Linked DNA regions of Capra hircus: region 2 is linked to region 1. Evidence: chromatin contacts called from public Hi-C data. All regions are on one chromosome and are shown on one strand. Each heading gives the region's core, a stretch centred on a gene start, on an enhancer-like site or on the middle of the called end of the contact. The rest is flanking DNA. Distances are from core to core; before and after follow the strand shown. Region 1 has its middle 44 kb from the start of POLDIP3. Region 2 has its middle 12 kb from the start of ARFGAP3.

Region 1 (6,829 bases), core at 1,075-3,574:
TGAGTATGTATTGTATTGGCCATCTTTTCCTCTGCTTATGTGCTATATGTATACGTCTTTGGTGATGTGTCTGCCTAGATCTTTAAACCATTTTAAACTGGGTCATTCTTTTTTTTTCTCATTGCTGAGTTAGAAGCGTTCTTTGCATATTTCGCATATAAGTTATCAGATATGTGTTTTCCAAATATTTTCTCCCAGTGTCTGACTTGTCTGTTTATTCCCTTGATGGAGTTCTACTTTAAAAAGCCCCTGGTGGCTCAGTGGTACACAATTCGCCTGTCCATGCACGAGACAGGGGTTCAGTTTCTGATCTGGGAAGATTTCACATGCCGTGGAGCAACTAAGCCCGTGAGCCACAACCATTCAGCCTGTGCTCTCGAGCTCAGGGGCTGCAACTACTAAGGCCACACGCCCTAGAGCCCCCGCCCCACAAGAAAAGCCACCACAGTGAGAAGCCTGAGCACCTCAAAGAAGAGTGGCCCCCACTCGCCACAACTAGAGAAAACCCATGCACAGCAACAGACACCCACCACAGTAAAAGAAAAACATATCTTAAAAAAAAAACCCCAAAAGCCGAGACTTCCCTGGTGATCGAGTGGCTAAACTTCATGCTCCCAATGCTGCCTGAGTTCAGTCGCTGATCAGGGATCTAGATCCCATATGCCAAAACTAAGGCCCAGTGCAGTCACATAAATAAATAGTAAAGAAAAAAGAAGCCCATTGTTGGCCCTGCCTCTGCCTTAGCCTCTAATACAGCTTCTATCAGTAGTAAGGGTATATTGATCCCTGACTTTCTTGTCTTCCCCTCAGTGGATCTGAACCTTTGCAGGAGAAAAGGGTCGCTGTATTAAGCCCCTACTTTCACAAGTGTTGTAATGAAGATTGAATGCTTTTGTTTTTATAAAGCCGTTGGAACAGGGCCTGAAACATATTAAGTGCTCAACTGCTGTGGAAAATTACAATAACAAGCACCGCATCTTTTAACAGCGAATAGAGTCAGTCCTTCCCTTCCTCATTACTCTTCCTTTTCAGAATTTTCTTAGCTATTTTCACACATTTACTCTTCTATGTGAGTCATTTGACTAGTTTTTAAATATCCTATTTGGATTTTTTAAATGAGTAAGTGATTCAGGAAAAGAAAAGGGGCATTTAAACGATGTTGATTAGATTTCTCATTCAAGAATAAAGGCTGTCTTTTTATTTAAGTCTTTCTTCACAGAGGATTTACACAATCCTTACCTGGGGTTATCCAGGGGGGTGGTGGTGAAGGAGGAAACAGAACAGGCTCCCTCTTGAAAGCAGGACTCCAGCTTGGGCCGGACTGTGGACTTTGAGCTATATGCCCAGTATCCATGGAAACGACTTACCAACCAGAAAACCAGACCCCCCCACCCTCCCCTGCAATATGGAAGAGCCCCAGGGCTCATACTTAGACTCTCTGTCGCCTATAAGAATACCCTAATTATCTGTGTAACCGAATAGAATCATACATTCTATTATGCTTATTGGGGTATGACCACAGGCCTATTGATAATTGTCCACTGTTAACTACCTGGGCTTAAGGCATATGAATCACAGGTTAACTTTGTATCTTTCTTTTCCTTTGTTCAGATTAGTTTCAGGGAATTTGGGGAGGTGGATTTGGGCAAGTACACTTAGGGTATATAAGCTTTTCACAAAAACTGGGGTCCTTGGCTAAGAGGAGACTCTGCCTTGGGCCCGCCCGTGTAATAAACTGCACTTGCTATCTGCATTGTCCTTCTGAGTGAGTTTGTTTCCCGGAACACGTGGCTACAACAGTGTCAGGGGTGTTAGTATTAGCCTTCTGCAGACTTTCTGGGACCTGAAAGGTCACCTTTTTCGTCCTGTCCACACCAGTGAAAACACGGTGTCAGGGAGCGGGGAGGGATAGCCAATTATCTGATGACCTCCTGGGATTGAATCCCACTTTACAAGTGACAAAACTGAGAATTCCAGTGGGCTGCCTAAGACCCAGAGCAGGTAAGAGGTGGAGGGATTCAGATGGGGTTGCCTGTGGCTGTTCGTCGTGGGGAGGGCAATGCTGGTTTCCTCGCGTTTATTTTTAGAATTTTCTGTCATTCTCATATTGTCCACCTGGGGGCGCCGGATAACAAGGTTGTGAAAGGAGCTTGCAGAGAGCTCTGGGCCCCCCTGTTCCCTCTTGCTTCCGCTCACCAGCTCCTCCTCCAAGCCGCCTGCCCAGACCCCCCAGGTGACATCTTTTGCTCGCCCTCCCCAGCCCTGAATGCGAGAGGCCTGGCCTGTGCTGCTCAAGGTCACGCATCAAGGCGCGGGCGGTCTGGCCCTATCACTGGGCTCTCAACGGGCCAGCCAGGCCTCGGGCGCTGCCCCCTCACCTCCTGCACCACCAGAACTCCTTTTTCTTCTCCCCTTTTCTCCTGCCGTTCCTTCTCCATCTTTGCCTTAAAGCCGAGGCCCCACACAGGTGGCCTCCCGTGGCTGCCTGGCCTTCCCTCCTCCTTGGTGCCCCCTCTGCCATCTCCCTCTGCCACACCTGTTTCTGGGCCTGCACCCCATCCCTGCAGCTCCCGAAGGCAGGCCCGCAGGGGCCGCCATGCAGTGTGCAGGGCACACCAACAGCACGAGGTCCCCTGGGGTAGAAGTGTTTCCCCACAGGACAGGGCTCTGCAGGACCATATCTCAGGGGGACTGCCCTGGGGTCCTCTGCCCCTGGCATTCCCAGCAGGGATGGACTGTGGGACTTGACTTTCTATTAACCAGACCCCAGGCAACTGACCAAGAACCCAGAGCGGCCAGGTCTTAGTCTACAGAGAGGACACACCTTAGTTTACACAGAGGGACTCACCTGAGTGGGGGCACGTCCCACTGGGGCCAGGGGGTCCTTGAGTCAGAATCTAAACTGTGTATTAAAAAGCAGAAACATCACCTTGCTAACAAAAGGTCCGTATAATCAAAGCTATGGTTTTTCCAGTGGCTATGTATGGAGGTGAGAGTTGGACTGTGAAGAAAGCTGAGCGCCGAAGAACTGATGCTTTTGAACTGTGGTGTTGGAGAAGACTCTTGAGGGTCCCTTGGACTGCAAGGAGATCCAACCAGTCCATCCTAAAGGAGATCAGTCCTGGGTGTTCATTGGAAGGACTGATGCTGGAGCTGAAACTCCAATACTTTGGCCACCTGATGCGAAGAACTGACTCATTGGAAAAGACCCGGATGCTGGGAAAGATTGAAGGCAGGAGGAGAAGGAGATGACAGAGGATGAGATGGTTGGTTGGCATCACCGACTCAATGGACATGGGTTTGAGCCAACTCCGGGAGATGGTGAAGGACAGGGAGGCCTGGCGTGCTGCAGTCCGTGGGGTCGCAAGGAGTCGGACACGACTGAGCGACGGAACAACCACAAGGTGCGGCAGGCATTCACTAATGTGGACCGTCAAGGAGAGAAAGCGTCGCCTTTTCCAGTCTCTTTCCCTCCTTCTGTGGAGAAGAGAGCTCAGTTCAGGGCAAGGACACCTGGCCGCCTCTGAGCACCTTCTGTCGAGAGGACAGCGAGCCCCCATCGGGCCTCTGGCCATCCCAGCGCACAGCTAGAATGTGGTCCCATAATCTCCGCTGTGCCTATCTTTATGGTTACTTTCTATTTCTGACAAGGGATCCTTGTCCTCTACTAATGATGACATAGTTTCTTTTTTAAGGAAAAAGTCAGTCAGTTCAGTTGTTCAGTCTTGTCCAGCTCCTTGCGACCCCATGAACCTCAGCACCCCAGGCCTCCCTGTCCATCACCAACTCCCAGAGTCCACCCAAATCCATGTACATCGAGTTGATGATGCCATCCAGCCATCTCATCCTCTGTCGTCCCCTTCTCCTCCTGCCCTCAATCTTTCCCAGCATCAGGGTTTTTTCCAATGAGTCAGTTCTTCACAAGAGGTGGCCAAAGTTTTGAAGTTTCAGCTTTAGCATCAATCCTTCCAGAGAACACCCAGGACTGATCTCCTTTAGAATGGACTGGTTGGATCTCCTTGCAGTCCAAGGGACTCTCAAGAGCCTTCTCCAACAGCACAGTTCAAAAGCATCAATTCTTCGGCGCTCAGTTTTCTTTATAGTCCAACTCTCACCTCCATACATGACCACAGGAAAAACCATAGCCTTGACTAGATGGACCTTTGTTGGCAAAGTAATGTCTCTGCTTTTTAATATGCTGTCTAGGTTGGTCATAACTTTTCCTTCCAAGGAGTAAGCGTCTTTTAATTTCATGGCTGCAGTCACCATCTGCAGTGATTTTGGAGCCCAGAAAAATAAAGTCAGCCACTTTTCCACTGTTTCCCTATCTATATGCCATGAAGGAAAAAAGCGAATGGATTTAAGGACTTAACAGAGGAGGTGGAGCTCAAGGGAGCAAACCTTTCACCGGCCCTGGGATGGCTGGGGTTTGGGAAACGCAAGGCATGCTCTTCTGAGCCTCCCAACCACCAGGTAGGTGGTGTCATCCCCTTGCACGGATGAGGAGACTGAGGCCCAGAGCCGGGAAGTGACCGTGACAGTGAAAGTCCTTTGGGTGGGAGTGTGCTCCCCTCTTTCCCCCATTGCCACACCTGGCATCCCAGAGCCTGGGCCCCTGCTCTTGGCGCCAGGAGCCCACACCTTGGCTGGTGCCTAGGCTTGGGGGCTGGGATGCCAAAGCCCTGGGGCGTCGAGGGCCTGAGCAGCAGTTCTGTTACCAAAGCGCTGGGCTCCTGAGAGTTACCCCCTGGTGGAGGAGGGAGCACAGACCCACAAGAGGGGTGTGTCCCACAGAGGATGCGTGTGTATCATTGTCTCCACACTGCAGCGGGGGAAACAGACTCCAGCCTGGCCACACAGCCAGTGCATGGAGGGGGCGGGCCTTGAAGCTGGATCTGTTGGACGCCAGACCTGAGTTCTTTCCTGTGCCCAAGCCCCAGCTGTACTGAGGCTCTGAATCCTGGAGACCATGTCCAGGGGGACCCACACCCCTGGGCTTTCTCTAGACTCATTTCTAAATTTTTTAAAAATTTTATTTCGTTATTTATTTATTTTTGGTTGGGCTGCGCACGGGCTTTCTCTAGTTGTGGTGAGTGGGGTCTGCTCTTCGTCGCGGTGCAACGGTGGCCTGGGCTGTGGGTAAGCGGGCTCCAGTAGCTGCAGCCCTTGGGCTCAGTAGTGGCGCATGGGCTTAGTTAGGTGGGGTCCTCCCAGACCAGGAATCGAACCCGTGCCCTCTGCACCAGCAGGTGGATTCTCAACCACTGGACCACCAGGAAAGCCTGGACTCATTTCTTTATGCCCTGCTTGTCCCCACGGGCTTGGGGCCAGACCCAGAAGCATAAAGAGCCCCGAAATCCAGTCCACACACCGGCCGTGGGGCCACTTCTGCGCCGCTGTGGGCATGTCATGGCCCCCGGGAAATGGGGCTGTTAACTCTGCCTGTAGCCTGCCCAGGGCTGCAGTGTGGGCCCAGGGACAGGGTAGGCAAGCTGAGACTGAAGCCCGGCCCTCACGGAGCTCCTCCCCTCTCCTGGACCTTGGGTGTCTCCCGTCCATCTCCCCACACAGGATGCCGTCATGCGGTCAGGCTCCCTCTTCTCCCTGGTGGGACAGGTATGGTCAGTTAGTGAAGGAGCTCGTGGACTCAGAGGCGCATGCGTGCCTTAAGCAGCTTGCCTTAACTGCTGTGAGAGGACATCCCCTCAGAATTTGCTGATGAGGAGCCCAGACGTCTCTGGAGGTTGGAGCCGCTGCCTGGAGACAGGCCCTTGCTTTTGCCCTAACCCACCCCCACCCGGTGGGCCTCCCTGGTGACTCCGTGGCCGAGAATCTGCCTGCCAGCGGAGGAGATGCGGGTTCAATCCCTGGGTCAGGAAAGTCCCCTAGAGAAGGAAACGATAACCCATTCCACTATTCTGGTCTGGGAAATCCCACAGACAGAGGTGCCTGGCGGCCTACATACAGTCCATGGGGTTGCAAATGGGTCAGACACGACTGAGCGACTAAACAATAACCCCCACCAGGCCGTATCTGGGGATTCCGGGCTTGGCTCCCAGGGAGAGCTCGAATCTTCAGAGATTTGAGACGCCATCCGAGTGCAGAATTAAGCAGTCATTTCACCCACCTAATTTGCAGGTTTTTTTTTTTTTTTTTTTTTCGGCTGCACCGTGCAGTGTCTTCATTCCCCAAGCAGGGTTCGAACCCAGGCCCTCTGCAGTGGAAGCATGGAGTCTTAACCACTGGGCCAGGAGGGAGGTTCCCGTCCTGCGGAAACCTTTTAAGCAAGTTGCCTATATCAAACTTTTACATGGGATTCAAGTTTGTTTTCACAGAAACCCTCACAATTCTTCTGTTAGCCTTCAAGTTTCAGCAGCTTATGTAACACTGTATTACTTGAAGGGTTACAGTAGAGAGGACGCGACAGGCACAAACCGGTTTGGGGACAAACACCCTGGAGCTGGCTCAGCTGGGGGTGACCTGGGGAGGCGCAGAGTAAGGCTCCTGCAGGCATGGAGGGACAGGGGTGTCAGAAAAGCGAGCAGGTTGTGCCTGTTTTATGTCAGCTCTTCAAGCCCAGATACCCTGATAGTTCCCACTCCTTTTCTATCGGCCAAGCAAGCCCTCCAGTGCTCCCCACCCCGACACCCACCAGGGCATCCAACCCCACCAGAGTTGGGACTCCTCATCCCTGTGGCTGCCACATTCTCATCGTACATCTGATAAGCAAAACTTCTGGGAATTGATAACACGCCCCCTCACTAAAGTCCACTGCCCCCCATTCATTTCTTTAAAACTAAGGTCAGGACTGGGTGAAGCCAGAGAGGCT
Region 2 (6,045 bases), core at 852-3,351, 170 kb before region 1:
ACAGCACCTTAATGGACCGACCTGGGGCTGCCTTGCGGGGAAGACTGAGGGGAACAAGCTGCTGAGGTCTGAGGCTCATCCCCCACCAGGCAGGGCCACTGCCAAGCACAGAGCCAGAGGATCCAGGCTGACTCCGCACTCCTGGGGGACAGGCAGCTTCTCAGCCTGCTTTCGCAACTAGCCTTGGGCTAAACACGAATAAGCTACACGCCAGGCCCTGTGCTGAGCACCCCTCCCTGCAAAGGACCATAAAAACTTCCTCACGACGATGAGCCCCATTTTATAGACCAGAGAGTTTGAGTGGCTTGCCATCACACCACACAGCAAGTCAGGGGCAGACGTGGGGTCCAAACTCCAGTGCCTGGCTCCAAAGGGAGCTTGTTCTCAAACATCCAGAGGGCTTGTTACAGCCTAGCTTGCCAGGCCACATTCCAGAGTTTCTGAGGCCCAGAGTCTGCATATCTAACAAGTCCCCAGGGGATGCTGACCTGGGGCCACACTCTGAGCAAGACAGCTGCCCTAAGTACCCGTATCCTTGTGCTCCAGTGATTTGTTCATACAACCAGCAGATGCTCCTAAGCCAGCTCTAGGCCACAGGAGCTGGGCCCTGGGGACCTAGAGATCAATCAGCCACAGTCCAGGCCAAGGAGGCAGGGACAGTATGGACAAAGAGAGCCAGGGAGGGGACTTCCCTGGTGGTCCAGCGGTTAAGGACCTGCCTTGCAATGCAGCGGACGTCAGTTTGACCCCTGGTTGGGGAACTAAGGGCTTCCCGGGTGGCTCAGCTGGTAAAGACTGCCTGCAATGCGAGAGACCTGGGTTCGATCCCTGGATTGGGAAGATCCCCTGAAGAAGGGAAAGGCTACCCACTTCAGTATCCTGGCCTGGAGAATTCCAGGGACTGTATAATCCATGGGATTGCAAAGAGTCGAACACGACTGAGCAATTTTCACTTTCACTTTGCGGAATTAAGATCCCATATACAACGGGGCCACTAAGCACATGTACCACAACTGCTGAGCCCAAGAGCCACAACTGGAGAGTCCGTGCGCCCCCGTGAAAGATCCCCATGAGGCAACTAAGACCCAACGCAGCCAAATAAACAAATAAGGAATCTTTTTTTTATGTTAAAAATTGTTCTAAAAAAGAGAGCAAGCCCAGGGAGCAAGGGACACCAGGCCAGCGTGACCTCCCATCCCTGGCAAGGGGCAGGGAGAGCTTGGTGGCAGCCGGGTAGTGGAGAGAGAGGTGCCCCCCAGGGTCGGTGGGCACCTTGCGTCCGCAGGCAAGTCCCTTCATATCTCTGACCCTCAGTTTCCTCGTCTGGAAAGTGAGGAAATGGTTCCCATCTTTTCTTTTTCATCATCAGCTGGGGTCAACAGTGTGAAAAGGGCTTGTTAAAACACACAGATATAAGGCTCCACTTTATGAAAGTGGTCTCACCCCCAAATACATCCCAACTCAAGCGGATAATAACCAAAGTATACAGACCCCTGATGGAGATGCCAGATCCTCCCCAACCAGACGCTGGGCACGAATGCTTCCTCCAAGCCATATATTCATTCATATACGAAACTGTATATAAGAAGGCTGGACTTCCCACCCCAAAATCTGATAAAATATTTTTTTCTTCTCTGAAACTTAAAGTCTTACAAAGGTGAAAAGTTGAAGCCAGTGGTCAAGAGCATGGACTGTGAGGTCATATTCCCTGCACTCAAACTTGACTGGTTGTGGGACCTTAATTAGTTATGTTACCTTGAACAAAATACTTAATTTCTCTGAGCCTTGGTTTGCTCGTCAATAAGTGACAATAGTATTCTGGGGTTTTTTGGTTATTTAAAATGGTAATAGTAAACATTTGTATTTCACTGTATGCCAGAACTTGTTCTAAACTTTTTGACATCTATTAACATTTAACACAGCAACACTCTGAACTACGTAAATATTGTTATTCCTGTTTTCATAGGTGAGGAACCTGAAGCACAGAGAGGTTAGCTAACTCGCCCAAGGTGCAACAGCTACCAAGGCGCAGACGTGGGTGGTGCAGTGCCGTCTCTGCCCTCTAGGTGGCGCTGTTGGACTACGAGAGCGCCGGCCTCGGCCGGTGAGGGCATGCCTGCCCCCAGGGCCGCTCATCTGCAGTTACCTAGCAGGATGGGAGTCATCCCGAATCAGAGCCACGGACCTGAGAGGACCCCCTATGTACTCTGGACACCACGTTGTCACTGCTGGCGTCAAGTTCATTGGTTCAGGGATGGCGCCTTACCTTCTCTCTAGCCCCAGTGCTTGCGGAACTAAAAACCGAAAAGAAATCAATCTTGAACCATCCAATCAAACCCAGAGTACACTGTTTTAGACTTCTTCTTTGGATCCTCTGTGGGAAAGGCTAAGAAATGAATGAAGGAAGGGACAGATGAACTGCATAAATAACATCATTCTCTGGAGATTTCCCAGGTGATAGCTCAGCTGGTAAAGAATCCGCCCGCAATGCGGGAGACCTGGGTTCGAACCCTGGGTTGGGAAGATCCGCTGGAGAAGGGATAGGCTACCCACTCCACTATTCTGGCCTGGAGCCAAGAGTTGGATACGAATGAGTGACTTTCACTTTCACTTTCCGGTGGCTAAGTTTCCACATTCCCAATGCAGGGAGCCTACATTGAAGCCCTGGTCAGGGAACCAGATCCCCCGTGCCGCAACTAAGACCCAGCACAGTCAAACACATAAATAAATACTTTTAAAATTAAAGTAATAATAATAACATCACTATCTGAGGAAAGGATAGCTAACACCCTGGCTTGGTGAGCAGGCTACAGCCGTGACACGCAGTGCGGCAACTGAAGGCCACAGAAACCCGACTGCCTGGCCCAGAGGCCTGAGAACAGACAGCCCCCAGCTCGTGGCATTTGATCAACAAGGGGCAGCTGACTGCAAGCGAACCATGTGCAGCTTATCAGTCACTTCCCCATCAAGATAGCCAGGCTGCTTCTGCCCCTCTACAATGTTTTAAAATAACAATGTTGTCATTGTAAAAGGAGGAAAGGTTCAGATGAAAATTTGGAAACTAAGCAAAAGTATCCAGAAAAACATTCAAGTCCTAACATGCAGAGGTAATACTGCTAATGTTCTGGTGCATTTTTTCTGGGCTTTTTTCTGTACATGCACACATGCACCTGTTTCATTGTCCTTACCCTTAATGTGTGTGTGCTTTACAGAACTGGGGTCATACTCTAAATGTGGTTTGGTACCCTGCTTCAATCTTTCAATATTTGATCATGAACTTTCCTCATGTCCCTAAATATACTTCCACTAAAAGCTTGTTTTGGGATCTTCCCAATGGCTCAGCAGGTGAAGAATCCACTTGCAATGCAGGAGACCCAGGAGACGTGGGTTCAGTCCCTGGGTCGGGAAGATCGCCTGGAGGAGGAAGTGGCAACCCTCTCCAGTATTCTTGCCTGGAGAATCCCATGGACAGAGCAGCCTGGTGGGCTACGGTCCGTGGGTCACAGAGTCAGACAGGACTGAGCGACTAACACAAGCGTGCTTCATGGCTGCGTGAGAGTTCTGTGTTGTCCTTCAGTCGCACAGTCGAGTCTGACTCTCGGTGACCCCGTGGACTGCAGCACGCCAGGTTTCTCTGTCCTTCACCATCTCCCAGAGCTTTCTCAAACTCATGGCCGTCGAGTCAGTGGTGCCATCCAGCCATCTCGTCCTCTGTCATCCCCTCTCCTGCCTTCAGTCTTTCCCAGCATCAGGATATTTTCCAGTGAATCAGCTATTCGCTTCAGGTGGCCAAAGTATTGGAGTTTCAGCTTCAGCATCAGTCCTGCCAATGAATATTCAGGGTTGACTTCCTTTAGGATTTAGGATTGACTGGTTTGAGCTCCCTGAAGTCCAAAGGACTCTCAAGAGTCTTCTCTCAGCACCACAGTTCAAAAGCCTCAATTTTTCGGCTCTCAGCCTTCTGTATTTCATGTGTTATAAGTCCCATATCGCTGAGCACTTCTTTCCCTTTTTTTTTCCATTTTTTAAGGTATAATTTACACACAGTAAAATGCACCCTGTTTAGTGCATAATTTGACAAATTCATCTAGTCATGTAACCATCACCAATCAAGATGTAGAACTGTCCCCTCACCCCTCAGATTTCTCCCCACTCCACTGTAATCAACCCCTCCTTCTATTTCCAACCCCTGGAAACCACTGATGTTTTATTTACATAGTTTTGACTTTTCCAGAATCTCATATGAATAGAATCATACAACATATAGCCTTTTGAGATTGTCTTATCTTTCATTTCACATAATTCATCTGAAATCCATCTACATAGTTACATGGATCAATACTTTATTTCTACTTACTGTGAGTAGTTTCCATTGAGTGAAGAATGTACCATGGTTTGTCAGTCCAACTGAAGGATATTTGGCTATTTCTCTAGTCTCTGATGATTACAAATAAATGTGTTATAAATGTTCATGTATAGGTTTGTAAGCATAGGTTTTTGTGTTAACATAAATTTTCATTTCACTTTTCAATTATTTTTTATAATATTGTAATGTTATAAATATTATAGTAATGAGGCTGTATATTGTCACCATGCTTATTTAACTTATATGCAGAATACATCATGCGAAATGCTGGGCTGGATTAAGCACATCTCAGATGTGCAGATGACACCAACCCTTATGGCAGAAAGTGAAGAGGAACTGAAGAGCCCCTTGATGGAAGTGAAAGAGGAAAGTGAAAAAGATGGCTTAAAACTCAACACTCAGAAAACTAAGATCATGGCATCCGGTTCCATCACTTCATGGCAAATAGATGGAGAAGCAATGGAAACAGTGACAGACTTTATTTTCTTGGGTTCCAAAATCACTGCAGATGGTGATTGCAGCCAGAAATTAAAAGACGCTTACTGCTTGGAAGGAAAGTTATGACCAACCTAGACAGCATATTCAAAAGCAGAGACATTACTTTGCCAACAAAGGTCCATCTAGTCAAAGCCATGGTTTTTCCAGTGGTCATGTATGGATGTGAGAGCTGGACTATAAAGAGAGCTGAGCACTGAAGAACTGATGCTTTTAAACTGTGGTATTGGAGAAGACTCTTGAGAGTCCCTTGGATAGCAAAGAGATCCAACCAGTCCATCCTAAAGGAAATCAGTCCTGAATATTCATTGGAAGGACTGATGTTGAAGCTGAAACTCCAATACTTTGGCCACCTGATGTGAAGAACTGACTCATTGGAAAAGACCCTGATGCTGGGAAAGATTGAAGGCAGGAGGAAAAGGGGAGGGCAGAGGATGAGATGGTTGGATGGCATCACTGACTCAATGGACATGAGTTTGAGTAAGCTTCAGGAGTTGGTGATTGAGTTGGGAAGCCTGGCGTGCTACAGTCCATGGGGGTCACAAAGAGTCAGACACGACTGAATGACTGAACTGACTGAGGATTTCAAACCGTCTAACCCATTAAAGGAGGTAATGGCATCAGCTTAAATTTCTATTAAAAAAAAAACAATAAATCAAGGGGAATCCCCTGGCAATCTATTCGATAGGACTCTGTGCTTCTACTGAAGAGAGCACAGGTTCCATCCCTGGTGTGGGAACTAAGATCCTGTAAGCTGTGCAGTGTGGCCAAAAAAACCCCAAAAGGACACTTCTGTGAATTTCCAAAAGTGTGAAATCGAGAAGGACCCTACAGGGTCCTCCTGGGTACAAAAGCCCCTCCGTCCCTGAGTTCCAAAGACCAGACTCAAGCATCTGCTCATTAAGGAAATGAGGGAATGCAGAAACACAGGAGAAACAGTCAAAAAACTAACCCATCAATAAAGCAGAGACTAGTTCCTCCTCACAACAATTATCATAACAATCTGACGCATAGCTTTGAGTTGTTCTGCAGAAACTAAGACCCCGCCCCTCTCCCCACCCCAGCTGGAGGATGTTGATGACATGCTGACCCCAGACTGGTTGGAGGGAGAAGGTTCCTGAAACCTCACCCTGTTAACTTACCACCAACCAATCAGAAGGAAGCCCATGAGCTGAAACCCTCAC

What was found. A called contact is a pair of places that touch in the nucleus more often than the background predicts.
Region 2: a Hi-C map of blood shows a contact between it and region 1, with 4 times the contacts expected there. The contact joins two enhancer-like sites. A contact is called at or near these places in 3 of 5 Hi-C or Micro-C datasets (blood and liver).

Annotation. Positions count from the first base shown.
Region 1 is chr5:112,485,741-112,492,569 of ARS1.2, reverse strand. No RefSeq gene overlaps it. Among named protein-coding and RNA genes, the nearest start is that of POLDIP3, 44 kb to the right of the region's middle. Within about 2 kb of position 2,324, at least 1 of the 5 cell types and tissues checked has an H3K27ac peak or open chromatin away from gene starts, as enhancers often do.
Region 2 is chr5:112,651,992-112,658,036 of ARS1.2, reverse strand. No RefSeq gene overlaps it. Among named protein-coding and RNA genes, the nearest start is that of ARFGAP3, 12 kb to the right of the region's middle. Within about 2 kb of position 2,101, at least 1 of the 5 cell types and tissues checked has an H3K27ac peak or open chromatin away from gene starts, as enhancers often do.